Linked DNA regions of Mus musculus: all the other regions are linked to region 1. The links are chromatin contacts, called in public Hi-C and Micro-C maps. All regions are on one chromosome and are shown on one strand. The core of a region is the stretch at or near the end of the contact, and the rest is flanking DNA. Distances in the headings are between cores, read along the strand shown. Region 1 holds the start of Uxs1 (UDP-glucuronate decarboxylase 1). Region 2 has its middle 13 kb from the start of Mettl21c. Region 3 overlaps Tpp2 (tripeptidyl peptidase II).

Region 1 (4,138 bases), core at 796-3,295:
AAGAAACTACTCGATAAACCAAGCTATTGAAAATGGAAATTATCAGGCCACATCCCAGAACCGCTGAACACAGAACAAACTGTTTTAAAACCCTACTGGATGACTCTGATGCACTCAAGAGTGTGCTGAACTACTGGGTCTATGTTCTGTACCATCAAGGCAAAACCCTGATGTTTCTGCACTTCATGCTGTGCCCTGTTACCACTGTCTACAACTGACAATGTTAACAACTGAGAGAAACATGATGGTCAAATGAAAACTCTTGCTATAGCTTCATAAATTCCCTATTATCAATTCTAAACACCTATGCCTCACTTCGGTATCCCTCCCTAAGTAAATCAGCCCTGAAATTGCTATCCAGAGACCTGACTTCTAGACCCAGATCACTGCCTTTCGGGCTGGAATGAATCTTGGCCCTCTAAGATTGATAAAGGTGCTAATCCCTCATGCTTTTAATTTTCTCACCCATAAAACACTATTACTATTCATATTTACCTGTATTACCCCTGGCAGGATAAGGATCATACCTATACATACAGTTAAGCACTCAGCTAACTTAGGCATTACTAATAAAACAGTAATAATTACTCAGCTGTAAGGGGTCTTTTTCTTGAATAATCATCTTCTTCAATACAGACCACACTTGAAGTTAATTCTTCCTTCCTTGCTGAAACCAATCAAATCTACCAAGCCACCCAGATCTAAAACTTCTCCTAGCAACCAGAAGCCTTTCCAGAGCTTCCTGGCTGCTGCTGCTGCTGCTGCTGCTGCTGCTGCTGCTGCTGCTCCTCCTCCTCCTGCTCCTCCTCCTCCTCCTCCTCCTCCTCCTCCTCCTCCTCCTCCTCCTCCTCCTCTTGCAACAGCTGAGCTGTAGCAGCCAGTCTGCATCCTACTAACACCATCATCCCATCAGTTGAACCCACGTTCCAAAGTACCTACTCACCTGGGAATCAGACCCTGGAAACTCAATCACTTAGCAGTTTTCATTCGAGTATGTTTGCCTGGGTGGCCAGGATTCAGAAGGAGCTCACTCACTCTGAGAGCTATTTTTAGCCCAATTTTGGTACTTGGTAAAGTAGTAATAGCTGTTATATCCAGTTGCACAGAGCAAAAACAAACAAACAAACACCAAAAAACTAGACTTTGCCTTCTCTGAGAAGCTGAGGGCCCCTCAAGATAAACAGGCTAAGGATCCAATTGACACCCGCCCCGCCTGCCCCCTATGCTGTGCCTCCTTCCGCGACACGCTGGAGGAGTACCTGGTGGCGCGGGAGGAGAGTGGGGAGCGGGGAGTGTGAGACAGGATATCAGAGCATGGCCACACAGGGCATCCACGGAGAATGGCAACACTCAGCTGCTGAGTAATTTTCCTGCGGAGCAAACAGTCGGAGCAGGGACCCTGCCAATAGCTATAATATTTTTATCCTACTTAACCAGCACCGTCCCCAAGGATGTCCCCGCGCCGCACTCTCCAGGTTCACCCTAACCCTAACCCTGGGTGCTGTGGACAGCACAGCACAGCGGTTCGGGTCAGTACGAGCTGGCGGGCGCTGCGAGGTTGGCCGAGTCCGCAGTGTCTACAGCTCGGGGAACGTGTCCACCGCGTCCCGGGCAAAGGCCCCAACACCGGCCACCGGTCCGACGCCGGGCCTACGCGGAAGCGGGCAGCAAGCAAAGCGGCCAGCGGCTCCACAGCACAAGTTCAGCCTCGTGGAAGCTGTGAACCGGTCCCCGGCCCTGAACAGCCTGCTGCTCGGCCGCAGCGCCCGCTCCCCGCCGCGCGGGAATGAATGGGCTCCCGCCCACCGCGCACGCACTCACAGGCGGCGTAGGCGAACAGCGCGATGCCGAGCAGAAGCTTCATCCTCCTGCGGTTGACTGAAGAGACAAGGCGCAACAGCCCCTTGCTCACCATGCCCGGGAACCGCTCGGGTCCGGGGCCTGCCGCGCCGGCCAGCCGCAGCACAATGCGCGGCGGCCCGAGCCCCGCCCCCGTGCACCAGCCCCACCCCCGCGCGCCCGGCTTCCTGCCGGCTAAACCACTGCGCTCGCGCGGCTGGGTCCCGGCCTCCGGCTCCGCCCACAGCCGTGCCCCGCCCTCATCCTCCTTTTCCCCGCAAGCGCAGTGTAATCCCTGAGTTTTCAGGATGGTGTCAATCAACCAGGGATGGGTGGGCACAGTGGGTGGCTCGGAGCGCGCATGCGCAGCCCAGTGTGCTTGCCCCCTTTTCGCTGCTGGGGTAGCGTTCGACGTTTGGCGCGGATCTCGGAAGTTCGCCTGCAACTTGCAGGGCGCTTGCGCGTTCTTAGTCCTACACGGCCGGCTGGGCTGTGGCCTCGCGCTGTTGGAGATGAAGAACTGGTTTGCTGTAATTGGTGTGTCTTGACAGTGAACAGTTGAGTTTCTATGAGTGCGGGGCTAGTAAGTTGCCTTCTTAGCTGTTCTTTTTGCAAGGCAGGAAAGTGATAAATCCCAAACGCGCCGGTGAATCGACAACACTTCTCTTCATTTTCTTTATTTTAAAGATGAAGGGTATATTATCATGAAGAGGTTGTTAATCGTTGGAATTTAGGACAAACCACACTGCAGTGGGAACAGCAGAAATGAGCAGGGATCATTTCTGGTACAAAGTGTATGGGAATAATTTCAGAACAACAGACACTTTGCCTGATCATAGTTACCAAAAGCGAGACAGAATGCTCTGGTTATGTCTTCTCCTTAAGCATAGCACAATGAGATCTGAGGTACTTTTCCTCTCAGATGTTTGAATATTAATGAGACTCAGTGTTGGCAGACAGTTTCACATTCATAACAACCCTGATAAAAGATAGAAACATGAGGGCTGCTTGAAGACCTATGAAGAAAGGGTTGCCATCTTCAGATTGTATGAGTGTACTGTAATGTTGGGATGTCTGCATGGTTAAGGAGGGAAGAACATAGACCGGAGACTGTGACTCTGGATTTTCATGTCTCCATCTGTAAGTCATTTCCAATTCAGGAATTTTCTGGTGAGTTTTAAGAACTAAAAACTATCCATTGAAAGGACAATTTAGAGCAAAAGCTCCACATCCTATCAAATAGGCAGACTCTTGTCAAAAGTAACTACATTAATAGTGTAGAACACAGAGGTTCCTAAAAGTGACCCATAAAACTTTGCTTTGAGCAATAGTGATAGGAAATGGTGAATTAATCAGTTGATTTTGGACTGTATCACCCAGTACTGTATTGTACCTGTCAAGCTATATCCTAAGGGAATGCATACAAAGAGTCTTCAGAAACACATGTTCTGCTAGGCCTTAGGGTATTTGATAGAATCAGAAAAGTCCTCTTTCCTTAAGATACCTTCCATCCATCTGTCAGGAAATTGTCATAATAAATGCATACCCTTTTGTCTGTAACATTGTACAGATCTATGGTGTATATCTTAAGTGCATCCAGGAAAGGAAATGGAGTTGAATGATATTCCCTGTGCACTAGGGGCTGTGGAGCTGGGTAGGTATATCTGCTCTGATGGGGTTTTCTGGAGTGCAACTGGATTATAATTACTACGAGAGCTCCAAAGAAGCAAGCTGCTGAAACATGAAAAACCTCCATAAAATAGTCTCTCTCCTCATGTTCTTCCCTGTTTGTCTCCATTGACAAAGACACATAGTCAAGGGCATAGACAGGGGAAGGAGATGGTACTGAACTGAGTCAAATGGAGGGAGGGAATCACCATACAACTATACAGCTTATAACATAGTAAGAAACATCAAGTCATATATAAAAGAGAGCATGTGGGAAGAACAGCAGATTGTTCATTTTAAGGTGATAATTTTGAAAGACAACATGTATGTGGACACATACAAGAGTAGGTACTTTACTATCATACTTCCTGTGCTTGCAGGTGACCAGCATAAGGCAAAGGAAGAGTTAATGATGTGGTGGCAGAATCTGCTTTAGAAGGTGGTGTGCAGATCCAGCTGGGTTGTGTGTGTGTGTGTGTGTGTGTGTGTGTGTTTGTGGATGGGGGGGGGGCGTTGCTTAATGTCAGTGGGAAATAACTAAAACATCTCAGCAGAATGAAACATAGAGTCTGGAGGGAGATAAAAGCAGAAGACTCCATGCAAGGATATCAATTTGTTCATATTAAAGCAC
Region 2 (4,138 bases), core at 635-3,134, 200 kb after region 1:
TAGGGATATCTGACAGAAAGAGCCTTCAGTGAAGATGAGAGGAGGGGGCAGTTTGAATGTATATGTTATCGGAATCCTATCTCTATCTAGCTTTTTATCCCTCTGGTTCCTAACTTGTTGAAAGGTGCTGCCCACAGTCAGGGCATGTCTTTCTTCCTTCCTCAGGAGCTGTCCCACATTTGAATACTCTTTGTAAATACCTCTTTGCACAACCATAAGTGTGCTTTACTAATGCTACACATCTCCTAGTACATTCAGGTCCACACAGTGTTCTGTGGGTTGACCCTCACAGGTATCTAAGAGGAGTATTCCCAAGGACACATTCCTAATGACTAAACTATACATTGACTTTAAATGACTAGAAAATTAAGTACTAGAAACAAGCATAGGTCAATTTCTTTGTGAGTTTGAATTAAAAAAAACATTTTCACAATGATTTAGTTCAAAGTCTATTTACAAAAGATGATTACACTTAACCACATAATATTTAAATAATACATGAGGATACAATAGGACTTAGCAAGCTAGGAAAGAAATTGTTAAATCTCTGACAAATAACTTTTAAAAGACACCTAAAATTGACTAGCATTCAAGTTTTAGAAAATTTAGAGAAATATGCAAAATATGAAGTTAAAAACTTAAAAAAAAAATCTTTAAAAACACTTAAACCTGGCTGTGATGCCTTTAATTACAGCACCCAGGAAGCACAAGCAGGCCAATCTCTGGGTTTAAGGCCAGCGTGGTCTACTGAGTGAGTTCCAAAACAGCCAAGGCTACACAGAGAACAACTGTCTTGAAACAACAAATAAATAAACAAATAAGTGACTTTACCCATAAAAATGCTCAAATTCATGTAGATATGATAAACATATTCATTTTCAGTGCAGAATTCTATGAGAGTTCACACACTAGCAGATTTACAGCACATCTAAAAGCTCTAGAACAAAAAGAAGCAAATACATCCAAGAGGAGAAGACAGCGGGAAATAATCAAACTCAAGGCTGAAATCAACCAAGTAGAAACAAAGAGAACTACACAAAGAATCAACAAAACAAAAAGCTGGCTTTTTGAGGAAATCAACAAGATAGATAAACCCTTAGCCAAATTAACTAGAGGGCACAGAGATAGTATTTAAATTAATAAAATCAGAAATGAAAAGGGAGACAACAACAGAAACTGAGGAAATTAAAAAAATAATTAGATCCTACTACAAAAATCTATACTCATCAGTGGAATAGAATTGAAGACCCAGAAATGAACCCACACACCTATGATCATTTGATCTTTGACAAAGAAGCTAATATCACTCAGTGGCAAAAGACAGCACTTTCAAAAAATGGTGCTGGTTCAACTGTTGGTCTGCATGCAGAAAAATGCAAATCAATCCATTCTTATCTCCTTGGTCAAGTCCAAGTTGATCAAGGACCTCCACATAAAACCAGATACACTGAACTTAATAGAAGAGAAAGTAGAGGAGCCTCAAACATGTGGCACAGGAGAAAGTTTCCTGAGCAGAACACTAATGGCTTATGCTATAAGATCAACTATAGATAGATGGAACCTCATAAAATTGCAAAGCTTCTGTAAGGCAAAGGACACTGTCAGTAGGACAAAATGGCAATCAACAGATTGGGAAAAGATCTTTATCAACCCTACATCTGCTAGAGGGCTACTATCCAATATATACGAAGAACTCATGAAGTTAGACTCCAGAGAACCAAGTAATCCCATTAAAAATTGGAGAACAGAGGTAGACAGAATTCTCAACTGAGTAAACTCGAATGGCTGAGAAGCACCTAAAGAAATGTTCAACATCCTTAGTCATCAGAGAAACGAAACCAAAACAACCCTGGGATTCCATCTCACACCAGTCATACACCAATTGTAAAAGGATAACATCACTGAGCAAAGGTGGGAAATTACAATAGAGGTATTAGGCTGTCACCACTTGAATGCTTTGATCAATCTTAGTACCACTAAAAATAGAAACCAGGCATTAGTTGTCTCCTGGTGTAATTGAACATGAGGCACAGAGCACCAACTATGATGTATTCTTGCCAAACAAAACAAGAACAAAATGAATTTGAACTTGATCTAGTCAAGTGTCTGGGGAAACACAAGGGAAAGAGAAAGAAGTTAAATTAAACCACAAGTGAGCAAAGAAACAAATCAAAATGTAGAATATTCTATAAGACAGTTGGTCTGGTTGCTGGGTAGACAATGTCAAGAAGGGAAAGTCGTAGTATTACTGGGAGCCCACCCAAGGTGACCACTGAAGTCTTTATTCCAGCCAGCTGCGACTACACCTAAGGATTTTGGGACCCAACTGTAACTTCAAATGTTTGGATATGGGTTTGTTTGGTTTGTTTGTCTTGTATTTTTTTAAGGCAAAAACCATATCCTTATATCTCACATCGGTGATGCAGGAGAGATTTTACAAAAGCAAGCAGTTTGAGAAACATAAACTGAGATAAGCAAAGACCTGAAAGAGGTTTTCACAAGCGGACAGTGTGACAGAAGCTAATACAACTTAGCTGGGACATCTCGACTTTGGGTTTCTAAAGTAGAGTTCAGTAATTTTGCACAGAACTCATTCTCAAGGAGGTAAAATTTTAGTAAAACCTAAATAACCTCAGAAAGAGTACAAGTTGAAGGAAACTTCATTCTTACTGTCTTGCCCTTTCACAGCAGCGGAGAGAGTTTCGGTTTGATTCATAGAGATGACTGTAATAACTGAGTAGAATAAATGAACCTTAATCTAATTTTTTGTTACAGTTAATATTTTTATTTATTGGAAGGGGATATGTTATCAGATACTATAAACAATTTTGAATAAAAGAAAGACGAACAGTGAACACCACCTTGTTTTTTTAAAAGAAATTATAGTGTTTGGGGAGTGTAGCTCAGTCAGGGGCTTGCTCAGTGTGCACCATGTCCTGTGTTTAGTCCTCAGCACCAGGTAAAACTAAGATAATAGGCACATGCCTATTACCACAGCATCCCAGCAAGGTTCGGCAAGAGGGCCAAAAGTTGAAGATTGCCTTTGACTACCTAGCAAATGTGAAGCCAGGATGGGCTACATACAAGAGGCTCTGGCTCAAAAATTACATGAACAATTCCCATAAACATAAAAATTATCAGTTGCCCATATGGATATGATTGCACCAACAGGCAACACTGGCCATAGCATTATCTACATTTTTTTTACTTATTATTTAGGCCCCAATTTTGATAATTGTGTTTAGGGAGTGTAAGACAATAGCCATGCTGTAAGGTGCACAAGTGGCCAGGCCTTCTGCTCCCTGGGGTTCTCCATCTATGAGGTTCAACCCACAGAACACTAACTGCTCTAATGGCTGAAACCCAGACCCTACCCTAAGAAGTAAAGAGTCGAAGCCTGGGGCTTGAAATACCAGCAATGCCTGGGTTTACCCCAAGCTCTGGACTTGAAATCATCCACTAATCCCCACCCTGGAAATCTCCATCCTGGAATGCTCTGCCCCCAATAAATCCTATATATATGCCCTGTCTTCTGCTAAGTTCTTTGCTGCTTCTCACCTGAACGGAGGCAGCCATCCTCTTGGGGCTTTCCTTCCCAATAAATCTCTTGCCTGAGGTTTGCTGTATGGTATGAATTTGTAGTATGCTTTGGCTCTTGACTGATAAGATACCACTTCCCTCAGAGATTACATCATATTACCATATAAAAAGATGAAAGATCAAGTTCTAAGCCAGCTAGTGATGCCCAGTGAGGCCTTGTCTCAAAACAAAACCAATAACAATAACCACAATAGAAGATTAGTAATCTTTCAGATAAATACTGAACAGAGAGAAACAAAAATGGAACAATTTCAAACTTCAATAACTACACAAGAATTAATCAAAATTCTAGAAATGGAGTGAATAAGAGGGCTCAAGGCACTCACTATCAAGCTTGGTGACCTGAGTTTGATGCCAAAAACTCAGAGAAGAAGTGGAAGTGGAACAGGGAACTGCTTTCATCCAGTTACTGCGGGTTGTTCTGAGGCCTGTGTATGACCCTTCCTTCAAACGTACACCAATGAACTAGTGAGCAATCTGAAATATGGGCGTCTGGAATGTAGCTCAGCTGTATTGTGTTTGCCTGGAGTGCATTTAA
Region 3 (4,138 bases), core at 713-3,212, 140 kb after region 1:
ATTACCAGGTGTTGAATAGTGTGCAGTATTAAATAGGGTGTCACCAGGTTACTTACAACTTAGACTTCTGCCTGAAGCCTGTCCTCTTCAAGTCTTACCTCCCACCTGCCTCTTCTAGTTCACTCCTTTTCTGACTCGTGTAACTTTCTCCTCTGCCCAGTATGGATGAGTCGTACTGGGGAGTAGTCTGCCTCCATCCCCAGTCAGTAATCACCAGACAGTGAGTCAGACCTCCAGGACAGATCCTAGTCTCTACTCATTTTTACTCCTTCAAACTCACCAAATAGCTCAAGGTCAGATGTCTGTCTCTCTTTGAATACTCAGCTCTCTCGCCTGCAAATCCTTTCTGCCATGTTTCAGATTTGAAAACTCATACATTCTACAAGAATCAGCTCATCTACCAGTTGTTCCTAATGGACTTTGATCTTTTTAGAATTCTCATGGAGGTGATTATAGCGTCCTTGGTTTGCATCATGGAGTATTTATTCCTTTCTTTTTTTTTTTTCTTTTCTTTTTTTTTTTTTTTTTTGGCACATTACAATATATTACTGGTGGATAATATATTGGCAATAGCCTTCTGTGTTTGAAATCTGGTTCTACGCTGTAATCACATGGTACTTAAGTCATTGAAGAGTCTGGTCTGCTGTGAAACATGACAGGTGTTTTTGATTTGTTTAAGTTCCACTGGTAATTATAAAATATAATTGAGTTGAAAATTGCTGTTACCAACTATAGTGCTGAATCTATGATATTTTAAAGAAAATGCCATTACAATGCCCCTAAGATGCCTGCTTGGTACATCCATGTCATATCTACGTAGCCTGCATTGATGTGATTGTGGGTTGGCATGCAATGAATTTTTTTCTTAAAGTACTTGTGTGATGCAAGCAGTTTAAATCAACTTTAATTTTTTTTTTCAACTTTAATTTTTAAGAAAACATTTAGAAGTGAGTGTTAAAAGAAAACAGCAGAAAAGAATACATATTAACATCTTGGTGAAGGGAGAGTGTTTCAACTAGTGAGTTCATTAACATTAGTTTCTTAGGTGTTTGTTTGTTTGTTTTTAGGGCTGAAAGCAAATAATGTTGACTATACTGTACACTCAGTCAGAAGAGCTCTAGAAAATACTGCAATAAAAGCTGACAATATAGAAGTATTTGCCCAAGGACATGGAATTATTCAGGTACTTGTTGTCTGTGTACTAAAATAACTAGAAAGCATTGAGATAATGTTGTAAATATTGCTCTGTAATAGTGATTCAGCATGTCTAAACTTTAGATGTGGCCATTATAGAACTATAATCAAAAAGGGCACAAAGGCTCTTTGTAGGTAAAAGAGATTAACTGCATTTAAGTAAAAGAAACATTTGGAGTATATAGAGATTAGAAAATCAAAGTGTTTAAAAGTCAGACGTAAGTTACCGAGTGATCTTAGCTCATGTGAGAATAACTGTGAATGCAGACTGAAGTAGAAACTATGCATCAATTAAATTTCAGAATGGTATTTTCTTTAAAAGCACAAATTTACTTTTCCTTTCCTTTCTCTTTCCCTCCCCACCCCACCCCCCTTTGGTTTTTGTTGTTGTTGTTGTTGTTGGTTTTTTGAGACAAGGTTTCTTTGTAGCCCTGGTTGTCCTGGAACTAGCTCTGTAGCCCAGGTTGGCTTCAAAACATAGAGATCTCCCTGTCTCCCACATGCTGGGATTAAAGGCATGGGCTACCACTACCCAGCTGATTTGCCATCTTAACTGTGTTATTGATTTATTTTAGAGAAATGAATATAGAGATTAGCTTTGCTACAGCTAAAATTTAATTGATGCATAATTTGTTGGTTTTAATTTAATTTTATTTGTAATTCATTTTTTACACTCCATATTCCATTTCCTGCCCCTCCCCTACCACCCTTCAACTGCTTCACATTCCACACCTCCTGACCACACCCTGTCTCCACGTGGATGACCCCACCCTCCACCCCACCTGACCTCTAAACTCCCTGGGGCCTGCAGTCTCTTGAGGGTTGTTAGGTGTATCATCTCTGTTTGAACACAGACTCGGAAGTCCTCTATTGAATGTGTGTTGGGGGCCTCATATAAGCTGGTGTATGCTACCTGTTTGGTGGTCCAGTGTTTGAAAGATCTCGGGGGTCCAGATTAATTAAGACTGATGCATAATTTGTAATAAAATATTTTCTTTACCTAGCCATTTACATGCTACCATTTATATTCTTTTAGGTTGACAAAGCTTATGACTACCTCATTCAAAATACATCATTTGCTAACAGATTAGGTTTTACAGTTACTGTTGGAAATAACCGTGGTATCTACCTCCGAGATCCTGTCCAGGTGGCTGCTCCTTCAGATCATGGTGTTGGCATTGAGCCTGTATTTCCAGAGAACACAGGTAAGTACTAGGGTGGCAGTAAGCAGAAGCATTTGTATTTGTGGCTTAAATGAATGGTAAATAAAAGAAGAATGCTGCTTTGCTTGTCTGATGTCTAAAGTAATGTTTACCCACCTTCCTAATACTGTTACCCTTTAATACAATTCCTCATGTTGTGGTGACTCCCAACCATAAAATTATAACTATAATTTTGTTAGTTATGAATTGTAATGTAAATATCTGTGTTTTCTGATGGTCTTAGGCAGTCACTGAAAGATTTGTCATGACCCAAACCACTCACTGTTCTTAGGAGAAAATACAAATTAACAAGTGATTATTTTAAAATTTAATAGATTTGGTGGAAAATATTTATTAGAGACCCCAGTACCATGGCAGTTCATTCAGGATCTTGACAATGAAGGAAAAGAGTGGGCCCCGGCCTTCAGTGGCCCATAATTTATTAAGCCTATAATAAAATTATAGTTTATTTTCTTTCCATATCTCATTCCTTGGATAGAAGGCAGAGCTTTAGGTGAGTGTGGGAAGTAAACACAGCTGTGAGTTGGTGAGGAACTGTTGTTTTGTATCTGGCAGTTTATTTTAGTCAGCTGCTTGATCTCTACGTGCAATGATACAAAAGGTCCACTAAACTGTTTATAAGGCTTAGCAGTGATGGATGAAAATATGTGTGAATCACAAGAAGATTCTGCATTTTTATTTAAGTTATAATTTTGGTATCCTATCTAATGTATTATACAGTTGACCAAACTAGAAAAAGAGGAAATGCTGAGTCTTAATTTTTTTTTTTTTAATGCCAGAAAACTCTGAAAAAATATCCTTTCAGCTTCATTTAGCTTTAACTTCAAATTCATCTTGGGTTCAGTGTCCCAGCCATTTGGAACTCATGAATCAGTGTCGGCACATAAACATACGTGTGGACCCCAGGGGCTTAAGAGAAGGGTTACATTATACAGAGGTATTGTAACATCTATTGTTTTTCTTTTCTCTTTGAAATGTTTGAGAAGGTGAAAGTAAATAATCTCTGATGTGTTTTCTCTCATTAAAAATCTAACCTTTTCACTTACTAGATTTTCTAACTTTTCTGTATCCATTTAAGCAGTTAGTTATATAGTGTTGCATTCTTCTGTGAAGAAGGCTGAGGGAGATAGAAATAGCAAAGCCTTTTTTTTTTTTTTTTTTTTTTTTTGGTTTTTCGAGACAGGGTTTCTCTGTATAGCTCTGGCTGTCCCTAGAACTCACTTTATAGACCAGGCTGGCCACAAATTCAGAAATCTGCCTGCCTCTGCCTCCCGAGTGCTGGGACTAAAGGCATGCGCCACCACGCCTGGCTACGCAAAGCCTTTTTGATCAGGCCTCTGTACTTTGTTAATTATGCAGTGTAGCTAAACTTGTGCTGTAGTTAGCTTTACTATTTAGAGGAAACATTTGTTAAACCTGACAGTTGTAAATAAACACAGAATAGTGTCATATAGCTAATCTTTATATTTTTTTAAACTTGATACCTTGTTACCTGTTCATCTCAGTCATGATTTGCTATTTGGTTGCTATTTGCTTTGGGTTGTTATATGAATTAATGTCAGTAATCTAGTATTAACTTACCTGCTAGATCTTTAAATTTTAAGACTAGATTATTCTATGCTTACATTACACCTTTTACTTATGTTTTGCAACTTTTTTCATGGGTGTTGAAACTTACCATTCTTTCTTCAAGGTATGTGGCTATGATATAGCATCCCCCA

What was found. Hi-C and Micro-C count contacts between places; a contact is called where the count stands out from the background.
Region 2: a contact with region 1 is called in a Hi-C map of regulatory T cells, with 1.9 times the contacts expected there. The contact joins the enhancer-like site here to the promoter of Uxs1 in region 1. A contact is called at or near these places in 3 of 39 promoter capture datasets (the 3T3-L1 cell line, cranial neural crest and pre-B cells), 3 of 484 Hi-C or Micro-C datasets (LSK cells, nephron progenitors and regulatory T cells), 5 of 115 datasets of contacts at active chromatin or transcription factors (CD8 T cells, effector CD8 T cells, embryonic stem cells and 1 more) and 2 of 9 other capture datasets (adipose tissue and liver).
Region 3: a contact with region 1 is called in a Micro-C map of embryonic stem cells, with 2.3 times the contacts expected there. The contact joins the enhancer-like site here to the promoter of Uxs1 in region 1. A contact is called at or near these places in 2 of 39 promoter capture datasets (the C10 cell line and cranial neural crest), 1 of 484 Hi-C or Micro-C datasets (embryonic stem cells) and 2 of 9 other capture datasets (adipose tissue and liver).

Annotation. Positions count from the first base shown.
Region 1 is chr1:43,825,794-43,829,931 of GRCm38.p6, forward strand. It overlaps Uxs1 (UDP-glucuronate decarboxylase 1), which reads right to left and starts at 2,046. Exons shown (of 15, transcript NM_026430.4): 1 at 1,822-2,046. The coding sequence starts at 1,915.
Region 2 is chr1:44,030,502-44,034,639 of GRCm38.p6, forward strand. It overlaps a transcript of Mettl21c not described here. Among named protein-coding and RNA genes, the nearest start is that of Mettl21c, 13 kb to the left of the region's middle. Within about 2 kb of position 1,885, at least 1 of the 459 cell types and tissues checked has an H3K27ac peak or open chromatin away from gene starts, as enhancers often do. A contact at or near this core is called in regulatory T cells, where this site is marked.
Region 3 is chr1:43,969,334-43,973,471 of GRCm38.p6, forward strand. Tpp2 (tripeptidyl peptidase II) reads left to right here. Exons shown (of 29, transcript NM_001310540.1): 12 at 1,068-1,183; 13 at 2,231-2,399; 14 at 3,197-3,354; 15 at 4,111-4,138. Among named protein-coding and RNA genes, the nearest start is that of Tpp2, 37 kb to the left of the region's middle. Within about 2 kb of position 1,963, at least 18 of the 459 cell types and tissues checked have an H3K27ac peak or open chromatin away from gene starts, as enhancers often do. A contact at or near this core is called in embryonic stem cells, where this site is marked.